Linked DNA regions of Mus musculus: all the other regions are linked to region 2. Evidence: chromatin contacts called from public HiChIP or PLAC-seq and promoter capture Hi-C data. All regions are on one chromosome and are shown on one strand. Each heading gives the region's core, a stretch centred on a gene start, on an enhancer-like site or on the middle of the called end of the contact. The rest is flanking DNA. Distances are from core to core; before and after follow the strand shown.

Region 1 (2,700 bases), core at 9-2,508, 440 kb after region 2:
ATGCATTTCTGAGCACATTTTCTGGCCAGAGTTAGCACCAGAGGATAGAGACTCCACAGCAAAAAAGATTGAGCTAACTTTGAGGAACTTAGAGCTGAATACAGGAAGCATCAATTAAAGCCATTCTGGAAAAAATAAAGAAATGTTTTTATAAGCTCAATTAAAGAACTCTAATAGTGTGAAATGGCTATCACGGTGTGTCAGAGTAGGGGCAGAGGCCAAGGATATCCTAAACAGGGGGAATGGCAGGCAGCATGTTCATCTCTGCTTTAGGGACCCTTGGCCTGTGTTAGGTGGAGAAACTATGCCCAAAGATACCCAGACTCAAATCTCTAGGATCTGTGAATTTGCTACATTATAGGACAAGGGTCTGAAGTTGTAGATAGATGTATTGAGGCTGCCATCAAGGGGCCCTTAGATGTCTTTTCCTGGACGATCCGGGCAGTTTAATGTATTCCCTCAGAAGTGGGAAAGGGGCTGGTGACATGGCTCAGGGTAAGGGTGCCTGCTGCCTAGTGTCTAGCCACTTTGATCAGTTTGATTTACCAGAACTCCATGGTGGAAGGAGAGAACAGACTCTGTCCACTCTGTGAACCGAACAACATGTGCATGCACATTCCCACACAAGCACACAAAATAAATAAACTAAGATTTTTTTTTTTTTTTTTAAAGTGGAGGAAGATGGAAGAAAGCCAAAGAGCTCTGATAGTGGAAGTGGAACAATCGTGTGTGGAAGGTTCTTGGCAGTGATAACATCTATCTATCAAAGATTATGCTTAACACCCATGTGCCCTTAGAGGGCCAGATCCAAGGAAATGCAGAAGGGTCACAGGAGGGCACCCAAGGGCAACGCCAAGACCCTAGGGCCAGGTGCTTCTCCTTCCCCTTCCTGCAGGCCTTCCCTATTCTTGGGGGCAGTGTCTCAAGGACAAGTCCCAAGGGACAAGGTGGTTGGGACAGCTGTGCTATGCCTCCCCACTTCAAGTCTGAGACTAGCTAGCCCTACAGTCTGTCTTCCCTCCCCCAGTTCCAGCACCTCAGACTGCTCTTGGGGGACATCGAGGTGGCTGCCTGCTTTCGGGACACACGTGGCACGAGCAGGGGTCGGCGCCGGGAGCTGGCGGCTGGTCGTGTGGACTTCTCACTTCCCCTCCCCAACCGCCGCGCGTGCAGGTGCCACGCGGAGCCCCGCAGGCGGGGCAGACCCTCTGGACACGCCCCCGTGCGAGTCCCCGCTGCCCGGCAGGAGGAAGCGCCAGAGTCGCCACTGTCCTGAGCACAGCTGGACTCTGCTTCTAACCCCGCGCCAGCGACGTCGCCTACCGCGGCTGTGGGCACCGGATACCGTGCTCCGGTGCCAGCCGGGGATGCGAGCTGCTCCCGGGACGGCATGGCAGCCTCAGGTGGGTAGCAGGCGCAGCGCTCTCCAGCTCCCGGCTCCTGGCTCGCGCGCCCCTGGTCCTTGAGGCTCTCTGACACCACCCTCCCAGTCTTGAGACCTGTCTCCCTACTTCTTTAGTCTTTAGTGAGGGGATTTTGTATTCTTTCCGGTCTTTTCTCCAGTCTCTGTCGCAAACTTCCCCTCTGAACTTTCTCACGTTTCCCCTAACCGGTCTGTGCACGATTCTGTCTTGCTCCTGCCTGGGGCTCGACCTATCCCAGTTTCTAAGTCTTCTTTTCTCCCTTCTAGCTGTAAGTTGCCAAGGGTCGCTTTCTCAGCTCTAACTCTGAGTACTCTGAGGACAGTTGATAGGAGGTGGAGGGCGGATTCTGTAAGAAGCCAGATGCTTCTCTTAGGGTCTTATCCAACCAATAGGGGGCGCTCAGGCAGTCTTAGGTGGTCCAGGGACAGCTTCAGAAGCCCCCTTTGTCCACCGCGATTGTATATCTTCTCTGGAATTTTGGTAAAAAACCGAGACCACACTCTAATTTTACTCTTACTCTGTTCTCTATGTAACTTATGTGCCCAGGGGTAATTGGAATTTGGTGGGCAAATCATCAAAAGGTGCCAGAAGTTTCTTCTGGTTGGTCTTGGGTTTCTTTCTAGCTCATGAGCATATGTACACTTGGCAAGTCCTTAGCTCGCTGAGGTTCAGGACAAACCATGTAAGGACAACGTTGAGAGACAGTTAGTGAGCAGCACCTATACACCTCAGTGGCTATAGGCGTAGTAGATTCTTGGTGAGAACCTTGTCGGTCTGGTCTCTGTTCACCACAGAGTTTTGGTGGTGTGAAAGAAAACAGTAACTAAATGAGGAATTGCTAGATGAGAAGAGAGAGTTGCCATGTTTTCGGTTTGGCTGACTTGTGTTTACCTAGCTCCAGCGTGATGCTTTGAGAGAGAATGAAAACCAGATGATAGCATCTCTTGAGAGAGATCGTGTAGCGTGGGCTGGGGGAAGTCAATGCTTGGGAGGGAAGGGAGCAGATGCTAAAGCCAACTGTCTCCAGATCTGCTAAGGTCTAGCCTTGGGTCATGGTACTTTGGAACGAAGGTAGAAAAGGCTTTGATAATACATGCTTATTATTATTATTGAAGGGGCTGGGAGGGTGGTTCATCAATGGCCTGCGGTTCCCTAGCCAGGCTCTATGGGATAAAGCAGCACTGTGGCTCAGGGTCCACTCACTGGACAAACTTTATTGAGTGCTTGCCGTTTCCAGGCACTGTCGTAAGAAGATGAAAGCTGTGTAACTGAGAAC
Region 2 (2,700 bases), core at 49-2,548:
AAAAAAAAAAAAAAAAAAAAAAGGAGCCCTGCTGACAGCCTGCGGTGCGCTCTGTAGATTCTGCTTTAAACAAACCTAAGTCCTGGGTTTCAAACAGTTCGGGGCTTTCAATTTCAGTTACCCATGAAAATATCTGCGATATTTCGGCTGTCTTCCTTAGCTTATTTTCCCGTTTCCAAATAATGCTCGAGTCCACCACCAGCTCCGGCTGGGTGAAGCCCTGGGTAAATCCCTTGGTCCCCGGCTACAGGCTGGTGCTGTGGCCACTTAGGTTGTTAGCTGCCAGGGACAAGAAGGTCGTCCCCAGTTCTGAGCTGCGCCCTCCCCATGAAAGCGCCAGGGTCGCTGCAGGCCGCGCGAGGGCTCCCGGGCGAAGGCGGCTCATGCACTGGGGCTGACAGAGGCCCGAGGAACGGGTGTGCGGGAAGCTTTGCGTGTAACTGTAGCTGTCGCGAATGAAGTCTGCGCACCGCCTCCTTGATGAGGTTTCCCGAGAGCACGAGCTGCTGCAGGAGCCGGTGCGGGTCGTCGTCGTCGCCAGTGCGGGTCTCCGGCTGAGATCCGCGTCGCTGTTGCAAGCGGCGGGACGCGGCTGCGTTCCGGAGCCAACCCCGGCGGCACGGGCCCGACAGTGGCTGCGGGGTGCTTAGTTTGCCGGTCCCCGGGGGTCCGTCAAGGCCCGGCTGCTGGGGCAGCGCGCTGGCGCCGGGGGAGATCTCCGCCACGCAGTAGGGCGCCGACCGTCCCCGCACGCGCCCGCGCTCCCCTAGCACGCAGCGCACGGCCCCCGGGGGCGCAGGGTTCCCGGTCTCCGCTGACCCCGTCGGCCGCAGCAGCCTCCTAGCTGGGGTCCCGGTCTTGTCCGCCGGCAGCGCCGCCAGGACCTGCGGGGGCGGGGGACCCGGGGCGGCACACGGCGAGGCCGGGCGATCGTGCGCTGCGTCCAGCTGCAGCGTCTCGCCGATCTGGACGATGAGCTGGTCCACGTCGGTCGAGCCACCCAGAGTCACCGACTGCTGCAGCAGGAGGAAGCTGTCGTCGTCCTCCTCCCCCTCCGCCTCGTCGCCGGCTTCCTCCTCCTCCTCCCTCCGGCAAGGCATGGCCCCCCGCCCGGGCCCCCGCGGCTGTGCGGGCGTCGCTGGCAGCTCGGTTGGCCGCGGGCTCGGCGAGCCGCGGCTGGGGCGGGAGCGAGGCGGAGGCCCAAGCCGGGCTAGGCAGGGACCACCGGGCAGTGGCACCGCGCGCCTTAGAGCCGCGGGAGCCGGAACGCTGCCGGCTTGGGTTGATTTGTAAACAATGGGTGACGTCGCGTGGCTCCTACCACCGTGCGCGGCCGGGGGGTGCTGTCTCCTTGGCAGTAGTGAGCCTGTAGGGCCAGGGCACAGAGTAGAGCCTGGCTGCCCCCGAGCCTCATCGGCGTGCCTACTGTGTGCGGGGATGCACTGGGAAGTTGATTCTGGTTCGCTCAGCCGGGCCTAATTGGCATTCCACAAGATGGACACCTTGGGGGACTCGATTGGTTTCTTCCACACACAGTCACTTCCACACACTTACACCTCCACACACTCCCCTCAGCACGTCAAGTGGTTTGGTTTAGGCGGTGGCTTTTTTTTTTTTTTTTTTTTTTTTTTTTTTTTTTTTTTTTTTTTTTTTAAAGGTTTGGGTGACAGAGTCAGAGGAGGCTGGAAAGGAGAGGGAGTGAGGTTTGGACTCGGAGTGACGATTAGGAAAAGGTTGTTGCCAAAGATGGAAAGGAGGATGGAGACCTTGTCTGATGTGGATGGCTGAGCTGGAACGCAAACCGGCCACAGATTTCGTGGTTTTTTGGCTTGGGTTCCAGGGCATTTAGGGGCTGCGTTGACTACTGGCTCTTTGCAAGGAACTGTAATATGGCAAGTGAATGCGTGTTAACGAAATTCAGTAGTCAAATGAAGACTAGTCATCTAGAAAGGGTAGCAGTGGTGAGCTGGTTATATGAAAACAGAGCCTCGGCCATCTTAACTGTTCCAGATAGCATTGTTGAATTAATGGTTAACCAAACCTTTATTAGTTTTTTTTTTTAATATTTATTTATTTTGTGAAAGGGCCTTGAGTATGCTCTTGGATTGGCTGTGTAGCTGAGGATAACCTTGAACTCTTTATCCTCTTGCTTACAGGTTGGGAACCACTAGGTCAAGTGTGTTTATTTAATGATTTTTTTTGGAAGGGTTGGGGATTACATCCAGGGCCTTGCACATGGCAGGAATGCTTTCCTTCTGAGCGAACAGTAATTTGATGACCGCTTTCTTTCTTTCTTTCTTTCTTTCTTTCTTTCTTTCTTTCTTTCTTTCTTTGTTTTCAAGACAGGGTTTCTCTGTATAGCCCTGCCTGTCTTGGAACTCACCACGCCTGGCTGATGATGATCATTTTCAAATGGACTTCAACAGACCCCTGGGTGGTGACACACATCTGTAATCCCAACACTAGGAAGGCAGAGGCAGGAGGATCACAAGTTCAAAATTATTCCTGGCCAAATAGCAAATTTGAGGCCAGCCTGATACACAGAACTCTGTGGCCTAGTTTCTATTACACACACACACACACACACACACACACACAGAGAGAGAGAGAGAGAGAGAGAGAGAGAGAACTTAAAATAAGTGAATTTGTAACGTGTAAATTGTGTAATATAAAGTTGCTTTAAAACTAGTCATAGTGCCG
Region 3 (2,700 bases), core at 71-2,570, 320 kb before region 2:
GCGCAGGGAGAGAGCCAAACTACAACTAAAGACGTCATCCATCATCCATCCTAGCACTAGCTAAAGCCTGTCCCCAGCTCCTCTTGCAGCTGCCTGACTGCATTCTACACCTCCCTAGGCTGGAAGAGGGGGCAGGGAAGGGATGCTCTTCCGACTGCAGGGCAGGAGGGAGGGGGCAATGGCGCAGTCCAAAGACTGGTTCCAATTTGGGAGCCTCCCCCGGATCTACGCGGCGGCGCCTGTCCACGTCTAGCTCTCGACAGGGAATGAGGAAAGGGACTTCCAGGCTTCGCCTGAAGCGGCCCAACTGGGTGTGTGCGTCGGCGCCTCGGATGGCTGCGTGGGTCCCTGGAAGCTGATATCTGGGCTGAGCTGCGGTACAGCAGTCAGACTAGAACTGAACGTCGGGGATCCAGGGCGCGGGCAGTGGAAACGCAGGCAGGGAGAGGGTGCAGGGGCACACCGGCACTAGGCGGCGGCAGGAAGGGTTCGGGAGGGATTCCCTAAACCGATCTGGGCCGCGGTGGAGCGGGTGGCCTCACACCACCTCCTCCTTGCCCTGGTAGCGACGGCAGCAGCCGTAGAGTGCCGAGAGTAGGTAGAGGCCGAGGCAGAGGCCGCCGCAGACAGAGGCCGCCAGGAAGGCATGGTAGGCGCAGGGCAGCCGGTAGTTCTTGAGGTTGCAGTAGCTGTGGCGCTGCGTCTGGTCGATCATGATGCCCGTCGCCGCCCCGTAGAGAGCAGCCGCCAGCAGGTCGTGCGCCACGTTGACCACGAGCCAGCGCGAGCCCAGCACGGGCACCAGCTCCTGCTTGCCCAACAGCGTGATGAAGTAGAGCCCCAGGGTGAGCAGCCAGAAGAGCACGGACACGAAGAGCGCGAAGTGCACCGGGCCCTGGTACTTGCTGGTGGCAATGGTGATCCAGAAGGCGGCTCCGGCCAGCAGCTGCAGCAGCCGCAGCACGCCCAGCGGGCCGCGCAGGAAAGCCCGCTGCAGGCGCAGGGAGCCGCGGGCCGTGCGCGCCTGGGGCGGCGGCTGGCGCGGGGGCGGCGGGAGCATGGCCCCCGGACGCGGCGGCGGCGGCGGCGGCGCCCCGAGCAGCGGAATGGCGGCGCCTTGCTCGCGGGGGCGGCCCGAGCCCGGGCCCGCTGCTCCCGCTGCTCCCGCTGCTCCCGCTGCTCCCGCTGCTCCCGCTGCTCCCGCTGCTCCCGCTGCTCCGAGGCCTGCCCTCCTCCCTCTACTTCAAGTCCTCAGCGCTGCTTCTCATCGGCACCCTTCCTCCCTTCTCTCCTTTTTCTCCCTCTCTCCAGCCCTCCTACTCGCTCTTTGGCCGTCCCCTTCGTTGGTCTCCACCCCTCCTCGCGCCTCCCAGCTTCCTGCCGTCGCGCCCTCCACCCTGGCTACCCCCCCTTTCTCCTCCGCTCCCATTCCTTCCTTCTGCAGCCAGGGCTGAATGCCCGCACCCCCCTGGCCCATGACAGGCCTTTTGCCCAGGCTGCTGGGCCAAGTTTGCCACATCTGGAGCCACCCCAGCCCTTCCTGCCTCGCAGGCCTGGCCGATCTTAGGTCTTCGAGAAGAAAGCTACAACAGCCTCTGCCCAGCCTGTGGCTGGACCCTCTTGATTCTCTCCAGTCACAGGAGACTGGAGACATAATTCTCTCCCATCGAGGCGTCCCATCAAGCCTGAGTAAGCAGGAGGTCTGAACTGACAGTTGTTCTCACTGGGACATCCTCAGTACCCTTCACTTGCCCACCACAAACTCGCCTGTCCAAAGCTGGTCTCAGACTGTCTTGCCATGAAGGTCTCTTGGTCAGTGTAAGAAAACTATCACTCACTGGAGGCCCAGCTGCCTTACCCACAGCGCACAGAGCATAGCAACGCCAAACACTTCGACCATTCCTTCCTGGCCATCTTTGCGTCTTGCTTAGATTAAAAACATGTCACCTAACATGGTCAGGACAGGCCTAGGTCTCAGAGATGGCATGTCCCGTATGCTTAACTATTGACCTAGATGGCAAGGATCCCAACGATGCCAAGGTTCATTGACATTACAGGGCCCTCTCTATGTAAGCTTCCCGCGACCCAAGACAGGAGAGCAATAGTTGTTTTCATTTTTCCTGAAGACTGAAGGGTTTCAGACCAGGAAGCCAGAGATGGCTTCTCTGCTCTCCACCCCACCAAAGAGCCAACCTTTGTGCTTCAGCAATGTTACACAACTGACCTGGCTGTTCCCAACCCAGTATGGAGCTGTGTCCTGTCAATGTGGCACATTACATAATCTGTCCCCAACCAACTTCCAGTTTCTTGGGTTTTTTCCACTTCCTTCCCCAACTCATGTCCAAACTCTGTCACTTATGAACTGCAAGTTTCCCACATGAACTCAGAATGCTCTTTATTTTCCAGACACTCCCTCACCAGCAGACATACCCAGTTTAAGCACTTACTGGTTTAAGGTTGAGCTCCCCACATTGACAATTATTTGTTTGTCTGGGCCTCCATTTGAATCATCCCTAGTTCTGAGTCTACTACATCAAAAACTGGTCTATTCTGGCTTATCCATCTTTGCCTGAGCCTGGCATGTAGGAGCCCCTCAGTACATACAAATGGAGTTGCTTGCCAATTGGCTGCAGGAATAGTACTGGACCTAAGTGTGGTGATTTGAATAGATACATCCCACATAAACTCACTGCTTAGCCC

What was found. Promoter capture Hi-C pulls out the DNA fragments that hold promoters and counts their contacts. HiChIP or PLAC-seq counts read pairs in DNA pulled down with a chosen protein or histone mark.
Region 1: a promoter capture Hi-C map of liver shows a contact between it and region 2. The contact joins the promoter of Pik3ap1 here to the promoter of Frat1 in region 2. A contact is called at or near these places in 4 of 39 promoter capture datasets (the C10 cell line, hippocampal neurons, liver and 1 more) and 2 of 115 datasets of contacts at active chromatin or transcription factors (large pre-B cells and pro-B cells).
Region 3: an H3K27ac HiChIP or PLAC-seq map of microglia shows a contact between it and region 2, with 6 times the contacts expected there. The contact joins the promoter of Marveld1 here to the promoter of Frat1 in region 2. A contact is called at or near these places in 1 of 39 promoter capture datasets (liver), 1 of 484 Hi-C or Micro-C datasets (embryonic stem cells), 4 of 115 datasets of contacts at active chromatin or transcription factors (bone marrow-derived macrophages, microglia, pancreatic cancer cells and 1 more) and 1 of 9 other capture datasets (adipose tissue).

What each region holds. Positions count from the first base shown.
Region 1 is chr19:41,383,660-41,386,359 of GRCm38.p6, reverse strand. Pik3ap1 (phosphoinositide-3-kinase adaptor protein 1) reads left to right here and starts at 1,258. Exons shown (of 17, transcript NM_031376.4): 1 at 1,258-1,403. The coding sequence starts at 1,391.
Region 2 is chr19:41,828,568-41,831,267 of GRCm38.p6, reverse strand. It overlaps Frat1 (frequently rearranged in advanced T cell lymphomas), which reads right to left and starts at 1,298. Exons shown (of 1, transcript NM_008043.3): 1 at 1-1,298. The coding sequence starts at 1,100. The coding sequence ends at 276.
Region 3 is chr19:42,146,009-42,148,708 of GRCm38.p6, reverse strand. Marveld1 (MARVEL (membrane-associating) domain containing 1) reads right to left here and starts at 1,320. Exons shown (of 2, transcript NM_183195.2): 1 at 1-1,320. The coding sequence starts at 1,060. The coding sequence ends at 539.